Linked DNA regions of Mus musculus: all the other regions are linked to region 1. Evidence: chromatin contacts called from public Hi-C and promoter capture Hi-C data. All regions are on one chromosome and are shown on one strand. Each heading gives the region's core, a stretch centred on a gene start, on an enhancer-like site or on the middle of the called end of the contact. The rest is flanking DNA. Distances are from core to core; before and after follow the strand shown.

Region 1 (3,882 bases), core at 479-2,978:
TCCTTAGCTCAGGACACCCCGCCCCCCATCCTCCCAAGAGTTTTCTTTTGGGAACTTGAGGGTCAGTGGGCTCTCCAGTGAGCACTGAGGGGTGGCCAGTGTTGGGTTCTGTACATCTGCCATACCCTGCTAGCCTTTCCTCCCTTGCTCCTGGTCCCTGGGATACAGGTCCAACAGAAGGGCTATCCAGGGATGTGCTGCGGTCCACTATGACCCTCCCTTCCCCCCGGAGGTGGACTGGCACTTAGGTCACCTGGACAGTTTGGCGGTTGTACACCTTGACCACGTGGAATCGGAAGCTGTAGACTCCACGGACAGGGGCCACGAAGCAGCCCGAGGTCCGATCAAAGCCCTCGCCCTCATTGACCAGTACCTGTGGGGAAGCAGATTGTGTTGAGAGGGATTCTGGGTGCCGGGAGCTCAGGAGCATCACTGGGTTGGCATTTGTGCAGTGGGTGAGGAGAGAAGGGGTGGCAAACGGGTGTGACAGGAATGTGTAGAGTCAAAAACTATGAGGAAGGGCTACGGTGCTGTGTGTATGAATGAAAGAAGGCCAACCAACGGTCAGTGGCCATCTTAGAGGAAGGTGGTGCAAGAGATGCAGGTAATGGTTTCCTTGGAGTCCGAGGGATGCAAAGGGGCTTGGACAGTAGAGTCCAGGTCCTTGCATGTCTTCCGGACAGAGGCAGAGGGATTACCTGGTCGAAGTAGATGGCACCACTGGTACCGTTGCCGGTTTCTCCTGCTGGTTCATGGTGATGGCTTCGGACTGCAGCAAACGCCACTCGTCCTGGGGGTGCCTCTCCCAGGGCTGCACCCCCAGGTCCTCCTGCAGTAGGTCGGCCTGGCTCACAGACCACCAGGCACTCCCCCTCCAGTAGGACAGGCTCTGACCCTTCTTGAGCCCACCCAGCCTCCAGGGTCAGAAGCACCAGGGCCAAGGACAGCTTGGGTTTGTGCCATTCCGTCCCCATCCTTGCTAGGTGCCTCTGTAACTCACAGATTTTCCTGTCTTCTGTCCCCTTGGCTCTCCCCCCTCTGCTTCAAGGCTTCAGTACTCCTGCCCTGCTCTGCTGTCCTCTGTGAGTCTGGCACCTAGCCCGGGCACTCCCCTCCCTGTATCTTTTTGTGTCCCACAGCTCTGCCTGGCCTTACTACTGCTGTCTCTGCGGATCCCTCCTCCTTGGCAGAGCATGGAGTGACAGCAGTTGGGCCCTGGGAGGGAGAAGAGGAATGGAGAGAGGATATGAGGGCTCTAGCCACACAAGGGTGTGTACACACACACACACACACACACACACACACACGAAACAAAATTTCTTCAATTCCTTTCTCATCTTCTCCTTTTCAGTCTTTCTCCATGGGGTTTTCCTTATTGTGGCAAGGTGTGTGTCCTCATCTCCCCCCCCTTCCCCCCCTACTCCCCCAACTCTATCTACTTGGTGAAAGTGCTTGTGTCAAGGGCAGGATTCTCTTGTGACTCTGGACCAGTCACTTCTCTTGGAACCATCAACTGCAGAACTCCCAAGGACCCCAGGAACTGGAGGCGAACGTGAGAGTTGGCAGGAGGCGTTGGGGGTGGGGTGAGTGTCTGTGACCCGGTAGGCCCCGCAGGGGATGTGGAGGGCGGGTCGCTCGGCAGCAGGACAGCAGGCCGAGCCGGGGAGGAGGAGCGCAGCCCTGCCCCGAGCCCTGGCCAGTGCGGCCCTAGCGGGGGAGGAGCCGAGCTGGCTCCGCCCCGGGCCGGAAAGTGACTCCAAAGCCACAACGCGTTGTTGACGAGAGAAGTCTAGGTTGGGTGAAGGATCCGAGAAGGCCCTCCCAGATTCGGGCTCCCAGCCCCAGGCCCCTGGGGCGCGGGAGAAACGCGGGCCCCTCCTCCCCCGCCGCGGGCACCTAGAGGAGCGGGCGGAACTCGCGGCTTTGGCGGTAGGCGTCCCCCTTCCGGGCGATCGGGAGCTGAAGGCCGTGGCGGGAGGGTGGTCGGGCTGGGGGCGGCCGCCGCAGGCTGTGGGAGGGCGGGCTATGCCCCTGGGCCCCGGGTGGGATGCTTGACAGTGGACAAACGAGGAGGGGGGGCGGGGGCGGGGAGGTGGGAGTGGTTAGTGAAGGAATAAGGCGGATAGGGGAAACCCCCACCCCAGGACTACACTGTTAGAGCCTCTGGCGCGTATTCATTTCCCAAGAGGCCCTCCTCTACTCAAAAAATCCGAGACCTCTCAGCTCTGGGACTCTTTCCTCAAACCACCCACTTCTTGTGACCCTCAAAATGAGCTGGAGGCCCTCTCAACTCGTCCCTTCTCAGGGCGGTGGTCATCAGTTTTCTCTGGCCAGTCGCCCACCCCAGCTAGCCCTGTTTAAGAAGGGCTTACTCTCAGGGAGAGGCCTGTGTATAGATGATTTTCTATATTCTCCACCCGCGAGGTGGACTTGCTATCTCCTGGGGTTGTTTACCAGTTCTGTCACTAGGTGCGACCTGTTGATTGTTGGATGTATGCCATGTGATTAGGATTTGGGTTGAAGGGAGACAGAGACTTTGAGATTGCCTCTGCCCTTCCAGGACTCCAGGTAGAAGCCATGTCTACTTGGGGGTTTGCCTCCCCGACTCCCGACCGCTTTGCGGTGTCTGCGGAGGCCGAGGACAAGGTTCGGGAGCAGCAGACTCGCTTGGAGCGTATCTTCAACGTGGGAATGAGCGTCCTCTCCAAAGACTGCCCAGAGAATCCTCATATCTGGTTGCAGCTTGAGGGCCCCAAGGAGAACGTCTGCAGAGCCAAGGTGAAGTCCTCTTCCTTTTAGGGCTGCTACAAAGCCTTTTAGGACGCTGCCCCTCCCGAGGCCGAGTCGGAGGAGGGACTGGGAAATGCCTCTTGGCAATCTTATTGGCTGCCTCTCTCTTGAGCTTTGAGGAACTCAGCAAACCTTTTTATTTAGAATTTTGGTTTCACTTCTGCTGTGCTGCCTAGGTTCTTCAGGCTTTAGAACCAAATCACTTCATGCTCTTGGAGATAGTAAGGTAATCCCCTCTGTACAGGTGGGCCTTGCCAGGGAATTCCCTGGGGTTGAGAGGGGGCCGGCCACTTTTTCCCCCCTTTGCACCCAAGGCCAATAGGCTCCATCACTTGACAGCCCTCTGGTCTGTTCTTACATTTCCATAGGTCTACAGTGTGAATAGAAACAGTATCTACTTAGATGATGTAATAGCTTGAAGCTCAGGGAGAGCAGTGAATCTGAAAGGGATGGCTTCTAGAAGTTTCCTCTCTGACCTCCCTATCTAGGAATACCTGAAGGGGCTCTGCAGCCCAGAACTACAGAGTGAGATCCACTACCCACCCAGACTGCACTGCATCTTTCTGGGAGCCCACGGTTTCTTCCTTGACTGCCTGGCCTGGAGCACATCTGCCCACCTGGTGCCTCTGCTTCCTGGCTCTCTGATGATCAGTGGCCTAACCGAGGCGTTTGTGATGGCCCAGAGCCGGGTGGAGGAGTTAGTGCAACGGCTGAGCTGGGACCTTCAGCTACAGTCTTGTCCCGGAGCCCCTGACAATGGCGGAGTGCTGAGAGACTTCTCTGCCCTGCTGCAGACTAGGGAGGATGCCTACACAGAGGCCCTGCTGCGGCTGCCCCTGGCCGTGCAGGAGGAGCTCCTAAGCCTGGTGCAGGAGGCATCTAGAGGGCAGGGTCCATCTCGTGAGGTGGGGAGCTCAGGCCTGTTGAGTCCTCAGTTCCAGGGAGTCAGGGCTCCCTTGAATGAAGGCAGGGAATTCGTAGGCACCAGAGTGGCAGGGTCGGGAAAGTCGCCAGCAGTAAGAGGACAAAGTCATACTGTGGAGAAGGAGGAAAGGAAACAGGATGCTGTCAGGGACATGGGTTCAGGGCGGA
Region 2 (3,882 bases), core at 678-3,177, 310 kb before region 1:
AGCCGGCCACCAGTGGAGGGGCTACACTGTCTCCTCCCACACCTTCCTCCTCACCTTCTGCTGCCTCCTCATGGCTGAGGAAGCCGCTGTGTTTGCCAAGTACCTGGCCCATGGGCTACCAGCTGGCGCCCCACTGCGTCTTGTTTTCCTACTCAATGTGCTGCTGCTGGGCCTCTGGAACTTCCTGCTGCTCTGCACGGTCATCTATTTCCATCAATATACCCACAAGGTGGTGGGTGCGGCAGTAGGCACGTTTGCCTGGTACCTTACCTATGGCAGCTGGTACCATCAACCCTGGTCCCCTGGGATCCCAGGCCACGGGCTCTTCCCTCGATCCCGCTCAATGCGCAAACATAACTGAAAGAAATAAAAGCATACCAGGCCTGGCTCTGTCTCCTCCGATTCTTTTCGGGACGAGAGAGAGAATGGGAAGGGTAAGATGCTCAAGTTCCTTCCTCATCATTTCTTGAAGTTGCTGACCTGTGTTTTCCTGTACGTGACTTCCATCCTGTTGGTTTCCGGGTCTTTCGGGGGCTGTGATGTCGAGGGACGGTACCACTAAAGCAGCCTTTAGATGCACCAGCTTCCCTCTGCGGATGCCAGGGCTACACAGAAAAACCTGGTCTCGGGAAAGAAAAAGTTGGAAAAATATTTCTGGATGTGTGAAAATTACATGAAACTCAAAATCTCCAATCCATAAGTTAATAATTCATTTATTTATTTTATTTTATTTTTGGTTTTTCCAGACAGGGTTTCTCTGTGTAGCCCTGGCTGTCCTGGAACTCACTCTGTAGACCAGGCTGGCCTCGAACTCAGAAATCTGCCTGCCTTTGCCTCCCAAGTGCTGGGACTAAAGGCGTGTGCCACTACACCGGGCAGTTCTATTGAAAGTCATCTGCACTAATTAATTTCGTGAGCTGCTTTCCTTTCAGGGTTATTACTATTCTGATTTTATACACACACACACACACACACACACACATATATATATATACACACACATATTTGTATATACATACATACACATAATTACTATATTACTACCCGCATATTAACACTTCCCAAAACTAAATAGCTATCACTAAGCCCTTGCAGAAAGTTTGCCTGGCTCCTGTTTAAACCATTGTATTATCCTGACTCAAAAACAAAACAAATGACAACAACAAAAATGGCTGGTATCAGAGTCACAGGTGCCAGTGGCCGTACTGAGCGGGGAAAGTACTTTCTGAAAAATGGTGGCGGAACATTTGAAGAATGATGGCAGAACATTCTCTCAGAAAAATTGACATCCAAGCTGAGAACTGGGTGAGGACATTAAGGGGAAGAGTGTTGCAGATTTCTCAAGGGCAGAGTCCTTGGAGCTGAATAAACACTGCCTACAAGTATTTGCTTGTGTAATGAATGAGTGTGGAAAGCAATGGACTTGAAGAGGATTGTGAAAGAAAAGTCTTTATGGATTTTATCATAGAGGCCTGAGTCCCTGCTGTGGGGGAGTGGTTTATTGGGGAATAGAGGGTGCCACAATGGCTTTGTGCAGAGCTGATTGACTCTTGTATAAGGATGGTGCCAGCATCTCCGCATAATCGTCTGGTGGGCGGGAGTATATTAGGCAGGGGACCACGCTGGGAAGACGAAGAGAGACCAGATCATACTCCAGATCATTAAGGATTTTAAACCCCCATGTAAGGCTTATTTATTGCCCTGGCCCTAGCAGAAGCAGGGGGTGCCGGGAAATGGCAGGCGAGGATGGGAAGGGGCAGGGGTGCTGGCGTTGGTTGGGAGGCGGGCCTGGCTGCCAAACGGAGAGACCCGAGCGCCGGGCGGAAACGCTACTCCGGCTGCTGGCGGAGCCCCCGCCTCTCAGTAGGCTGTCCCCGCCTCCTCCAGTCCCTCCACTCCCCAAACCCAGGAAGGCCGTGCAGGTTTCGAGCTGTGCTTTCGCTTTCCCTTCCCGCTGCCCACCCCAGGTTCCTCGTGCGGCGCTCACCACCACCCCCCGGCTCTGGCCATGGCCACACTGAGGGTCCATCCCGAAGCCCAAGCCAAGGTGAGCGTTGCGGGTTCGAGTGGGGAGTAGAGGCTTTAGAGAGGCGTGGTTCAGAGCAGACCAGAGCTCTGGGGGAGCCCACTTCCTAGCCCCCCTCACCTGAGTGGGGGTTGGGGGGGTTCTGCTCCCTAGCTACTGCCAGAAGCACCTGATCCCTTGGGAGTAGGTGAGGCGGCTGTGGTCCAGTGGGGTGAAATGGAGCCTAGAAGCTAGTGTGAAGTCTGCTGGCTTGGGGCCAGGGCTACACACAGAGACCTTGAGAGGGACTTGCCCTAGCCACCTCAGACTTTCCCTCGGAAAGGGCACGCACCTGCACTCTCTCTGCCCACTGTCTTAGGGTTCTGTTTGGTTTGAGACAGGGTCCCTCTATTATGTAGCTCTGGCTTTCCTGAAACTGGATATGTAGACCAGGCTGGCCTTGAACTCAGAGTTCCACCTGTCTGTACCTCTGGAGTGCTAGGATTAAAGGCCTGTGGTACCACGCCTGGCCACAGGGCTCTCTTATCGCCTCTTGCACAACTCTGGTGACCCAGAAATAAATAAATATATATATACATACACACACACACATACATATATATTTTTTGATTGTTTTGTTTTTCGAGACAGGGTTTCTCTGTGTAGCCCTGGCTGTCCTAGAACTCACTTTGTAGACCAGGCTGGCCTTGAACTCAGAAATCCACCTGCCTCTGCCTCCTGAGTGCTGGGATTAAAGGCGTGTGCCATCACACCCAGCTTGCCCAGAAATATTCTTATCCCCAAATTCAGCCTCCCTTGGGGATCCATTGAACTCTTCCCTGATTCAGGTGTGCTGAAAACTACCATACCACCCCAGGCCACCCTATATAGGGACCCATCTGACTTTCTTCAGATGTGGCTTCTCTATTCCCCAAGTCAGCCCCTACACCTAAAGGGAACTGTCCTCAAAAGAACTAGCCTTAAAGCTAGGTTTCTGAAGGGTTGCCTATCTATACCCTACAGGTGGATGTGTTCCGTGAAGACCTGTGTAGCAAGGTAAGACCTAACTCATCAGGGACCCCACCCCCACCCAGCTCCCCCAACTCTGGCCTCCCTCGCTGGGCAGTGTGAGCCCTTACATCACTGCCTTGGAAAGGGTGTTTGCTTCTGACCCTGTCCTCCTCCACTGTCTTACCCAGACAGAGAACCTGCTTGGGAGCTATTTTCCCAAGAAAATCTCAGAGTTGGATGCGTTCTTAAAGGTACTCGGGGGCTCCCCAGGCAAGGACTCAAGAGGAGCCCAGGGATGGGGGTGGGGTGAGATGAGAGGAACACCCTCATCTCCAGCCGTACCACTAGGAGCCAGCTCTCAATGAAGCCAACCTGAGCAATCTGAAGGCTCCATTGGACATCCCAGTACCCGATCCAGTCAAAGAGAAAGAGAAGGAGGAGCGGAAGAAGCAACAGGAGGCAAGCTGGGAGACCTGGGAGGTGGGCCAGCCATAGAGAGCATCAGCCTCAGTCCTGTCTTCCTCCCTACAGAAGGAAGAGAAGGAAGAGAAGAAGAAAGGGGACGAAGACGACAAAGGTACGGGGAAGCGAGGTGCTGGGAAGACACTGGTGACCCAGAGCTTCCAGGCTGCGGTTCTGCTTTCCCCTTTCCAAACTTCGCACGCCCAGTCATTCCCTGACCCACTGCGCGCTCTCTAGGTCCCCCCTGTGGCCCAGTCATTCCCTGACCCACTGCGCGCTCTCCAGGTCCCCCCTGTGGCCCAGTGAACTGCAATGAGAAGATTGTGGTCCTCCTGCAACGCCTAAAACCTGAGATCAAGGATGTCACTGAGCAACTCAATCTGGTGAGCTCTTCCGCCTTCGTC
Region 3 (3,882 bases), core at 965-3,464, 270 kb before region 1:
ATACTCAGCCTCTCAATCACTTTTGGCCATAGCCATGTATGCTGTAAATATAAGGCAACTAAATGTGACAAATACTGTACTTAACTTAGCTAGAAGCCAGACGTTCTGGAAAAATTCCACCCTCCTCTACTCTGAGCTCCAGACTGAAGGGTCAAAGGTCAGATCAGTTGCCACAGAACTAAGTCTTTTGTTTTGTTTTTGGTTTTTTTTGAGACAGGGTTTCTCTGTGTAGCCCTGGCTGTCCTGGAACTCACGCTGTAGACCAGAGCCTTGAACTCAGAAATACACTTGCCTCTGCCTCCCAAGTGCTAGGATTAAAGGCATGCACCACCAATGCCTGGCCAGAACTAAGTCTTAACATCAGAGCCTAAGTGAGGCATGGTGGTGCATGCTTTTAGTCCCGGAACTCAAGAGGCAGAGGCAAGTAAATCGCTAAATTTGGGGCCAACCTGGTCTACAGAGCAAGTTTCAGGACATCCAGGGCTACACAGAGAAACCCTGTCTCAAAAAAACAAAAACAAATAAAAAAAAACAAGCAAAAAAAAAAAAAAAAAAAGAATGAAAGAAAGGAAAGATTAAGAGAAAAAGAATATGTGCTTTCTTTGAATTCTTAGGTTTTTGAGCTAGTCCTCAGGATAGCCCAGGCTGCTGTGCAACTCTGAAGAGAAGAAGGCTGTCCTTCAACTCCTGTCCTTCCTCCCAAGTACTGAGGTTACAGGGCTGCACACACCTTTATTTTTTTGTTTTGTTCTTGGCTTTGTTTGCTTGGTTTTGAAACAGGGTCTCACTATACAGTTCTGGCTAGCCTGAAACTCACTGTGTAGACCATCATGGCCTCAGACTCACAGGATTCGTGGGACTCTGGCTTCAGAGTGCTTGGATCAAAGGCTGGTTTTTGTTGTTGTCGTTTCCCTTTCTTGCAGTACTGAGCTGAGCTCAGGGCCTTGTGTGTGTATGTGTGTACATATGTATATATGTGAATATGCATATGTGTATATATGTATATACACATATATGCCAGTCAGGCTTTCTACGACTGAGCTACATTTCCACATCTCCAGCCCAGTTTTTACTTTTTACTTTTTACTTTTTTTTTTTTTTTTTTTTTGAGACAGGATTTCATTATCTCTCCCTAACTGGTCTGTAGACCAGGCCAGTCTCAAACTCTTAAGAGATCCTCCTGTTGCTGAGATAAAAGTATTATGCCCAGCTCATGAGACCCCTGCTTCCCCAAGAGACCACCAGGGCCCCCAATTCTGATGCAAATACTTGTGAGAGTCTTTATTCAAGCTCGAGCTTGGGCTACAAACCTTCCTGATGGAACAGGAAGGAGAGTGACCCCAGCTCTAGGTGAAGGGGTTTATAAAGGAAAAAAACCTGCAAGCAGGGGTTTCTTAGCCCTGGCATTACATGAAAGGGTAAAGGAATGTTGGCCTCTCAATGCTGGGGGGCATATCGCTTCAAGGACAGCAGGCAGTAGCTTTTTCCAAGTACAGCAGCTTATAGTAGAGTTTATTCTGCTACCTCAGTCCCTTCAAGAGGTGTGCACACCACTCTTGGCCTGTTTTGTTTTTTGCTTAGAGCTAGTGTTCAAATTGTCTAGGCTGGCTTTGAACCTGCCTCCCTTCCAAGTAGCAGCTGAGATTATAGGAGTTTGTAGTTACAGCTCCCTTGGCTGTTTTCTTTCTTGTTGAATAAAAGGCCACCTCACACAGTTTCTTGCACTTAGCACAGCACAGACCCTTACTGGGCACAAAATCGGGTTGGTGAAATTTAGGAGTAAGGACAGGTCCTATGCTCAGGCAAGGTACCTTCTCTTACATCTCTGTATCATAAACAGCACCAAGGCATCTGCCCTTCACATGACCCCGGCTCCTAAAAGATACTTTGTCAGCTGTCGCCAGGGAGAGAGACTGGATTTTCTCTCCGTTTATTGGTCAGCTTTGCACCTTGGCGAAGTCCTTGTTACTACCCGAGAACGAGAGGCCATTGGCCAGAACACCTCACAATGCCTTGGTAGCGCTCAGAATTCTCGTGATTGGCTGGCGACTATTCTCCAAGAGCCTATGGCCTGGAACTGAGTTCTGCTGCCTGGCTCCAGGAGTCTTTGAGTTTCTTCTGGCGCGGCTTCTCATTGGCTGTCGGTGGTACAAAGCCTTGGAGAGTGTGCACCTGATCCCGCTGGAGGGCGACAGGACCTAGAGCAAGGTCCAGAAGCTCAACGACGACGACTACGGCGGCGGCGGCGGTGGTGGTGGTGGTGGTGGTGGTGGTGGCGGGCAGCAGAGTCGAAGAAGGCCTCTTGACCAGAAGAGGACTCAGTCTTCTTTGAAGATCTGTTCTGTGTCTCTGCCCGGGTTTTTCTTGGAGCTCCGCATCTCTGCCTGGACAGAATCCTGATGGTATGGTGCGCGTTGTGCAGACCTTTTTAGGAATGGCCAAAGGAGGGATGCTTAGCTCCTGTGTCTTTGGTTACCTCCTAATTCAGTTGTATAGTCAGTCGTTTTACTAATTGGGCTTTTTGCATCCATATCTACCACACCCCCGTCCAAATTCCTACTCTTCAATGGTGCTGGAAATCTCGTATTCTCAAGAATTCGGATTGAGATCCAAACGGGATTGGTGCAGGGAAGGTGAACCCAGGAGCAAAGATGTTCTACTATCCTAACGTGCTTCAGCGCCACACAGGCTGCTTCGCCACCATCTGGTGAGCACAGGGCTGATGGCTATGCCAGGAGCCAGGTAGTGGGATCTCCCCTTGACAAGCCGTTCCTGCCCCCACCCCTCCAGGCTGGCAGCAACCCGAGGCAGCCGTTTGGTGAAGCGTGAATACCTAAATGTGAATGTGGTAAAGACCTGGTAAGATCCAGAAAAGAGGGAGGAATCGCTGGTGTGGGGCTTCTGGTTTTTGGGTGTTGCATTGATCAGGGCTTCTTGTTCTCCCAGCGAGGAAATCCTCAATTATGTGCTGGTAAGAGTGCAACCTCCGGTGGCCGGGCTGCCCCGCCCCCGCTTCTCCCTCTATCTCTCCGCCCAGCTTCAGATTGGTGTGATAAGGGTCTACTTTCAACAGTGCCAGTACCTTGTGGGTAAGGCTAGAGACTCCAGAGGTGGGCTAGAGCTGAAGGAGCCATGACTAGGTTGTTTATTTTACCGTTTTCACCCACAGAAGACATCCAGCATATCCTGGAGCACCTACATCGTGCCCAGCTGCGGATTCGCATTGATATGGAGGAGGCTGACCTGTGAGGCCCTGGGACTGAAACCATCCATACCAAGCTGCTTGGCCTCGTGCATTGTGTGTGTGTGTGTGTGTGTGTGTGTGTGTGTGTGTGTGTGTGTGTGAGAGAGAGAGAGAGAGAGAGAGAGAGAGAGAGAGAGAGAGAGAGAGGAGAGAGAGAGAGAGAGAGAGAGAGTAGGGGTAGAGGATCGGGAAGGGGGTAGGGAGAGAGGGCACTGTATGCATGTGGAGGTCAGAGAACAGCCAATAAAGTGGGCTCTCTTCCTTATGCTAGTTCAAATTCAGGGATGAAATTAGGGACTGTGGGGTTTGGTGGCATCACCTTTACCAGCCGAGCCATCCCACTCACCCTCAGTCTCTCTCCTTTACATCCCTGTTCTCGCCCAGACCTAGCTTGCTTCTTCCCAACTGCCTGGCCATGATGGAGACGCTGGAAGATGCCCCAGAACCCTTTTTTGGGAAGATGTCTGTGGATCCTAGACTTCCCAGTCCTTTTGATATTCCTCAGGTAGGGTTCACTCCCTTAGGACCCCTCAGAAATCACGAGATAACAGCGTAGGAGGAGGAGTTAGTTGGTGTTCCTGTCACTCTGGAGCTGAGATTTAGGAATGGGACATTGCCATGGAACAAGGGGGTTGCTG

The links. Promoter capture Hi-C pulls out the DNA fragments that hold promoters and counts their contacts. Hi-C and Micro-C count contacts between places; a contact is called where the count stands out from the background.
Region 2: a Hi-C map of B cells shows a contact between it and region 1, with 6 read pairs. The contact joins the promoter of Psme1 here to the promoter of Khnyn in region 1. A contact is called at or near these places in 5 of 39 promoter capture datasets (the C10 cell line, the HPC-7 cell line, embryonic stem cells and 2 more), 5 of 484 Hi-C or Micro-C datasets (B cells, CD8 central memory T cells, cardiomyocytes and 2 more), 3 of 115 datasets of contacts at active chromatin or transcription factors (memory CD8 T cells, pancreatic cancer cells and trophoblast stem cells) and 4 of 9 other capture datasets (adipose tissue, embryonic stem cells, liver and 1 more).
Region 3: a contact with region 1 is called in a promoter capture Hi-C map of liver. The contact joins the promoter of Rec8 here to the promoter of Khnyn in region 1. A contact is called at or near these places in 10 of 39 promoter capture datasets (the 3T3-L1 cell line, the C10 cell line, cranial neural crest and 7 more), 2 of 484 Hi-C or Micro-C datasets (B cells and the G1E-ER4 cell line), 3 of 115 datasets of contacts at active chromatin or transcription factors (bone marrow-derived macrophages, intestinal villus epithelium and memory CD8 T cells) and 4 of 9 other capture datasets (adipose tissue, embryonic stem cells, liver and 1 more).

The regions. Positions count from the first base shown.
Region 1 is chr14:55,883,214-55,887,095 of GRCm38.p6, forward strand. It overlaps Khnyn (KH and NYN domain containing), which reads left to right and starts at 1,729. Exons shown (of 8, transcript NM_027143.3): 1 at 1,729-1,929; 2 at 2,561-2,778; 3 at 3,279-3,882. The coding sequence starts at 2,578. It overlaps Cbln3 (cerebellin 3 precursor protein), which reads right to left and starts at 1,043. Exons shown (of 3, transcript NM_019820.3): 1 at 699-1,043; 2 at 254-373. The coding sequence starts at 974.
Region 2 is chr14:55,576,567-55,580,448 of GRCm38.p6, forward strand. Psme1 (proteasome (prosome, macropain) activator subunit 1 (PA28 alpha)) reads left to right here and starts at 1,928. Exons shown (of 11, transcript NM_011189.1): 1 at 1,928-2,047; 2 at 3,029-3,061; 3 at 3,205-3,267; 4 at 3,365-3,475; 5 at 3,548-3,593; 6 at 3,764-3,861. The coding sequence starts at 2,009. Fitm1 (fat storage-inducing transmembrane protein 1) reads left to right here. Exons shown (of 2, transcript NM_026808.1): 2 at 1-386. The coding sequence ends at 361.
Region 3 is chr14:55,615,952-55,619,833 of GRCm38.p6, forward strand. It overlaps Rec8 (REC8 meiotic recombination protein), which reads left to right and starts at 2,215. Exons shown (of 20, transcript NM_020002.3): 1 at 2,215-2,402; 2 at 2,595-2,707; 3 at 2,791-2,859; 4 at 2,947-3,089; 5 at 3,170-3,245; 6 at 3,629-3,749. The coding sequence starts at 2,652.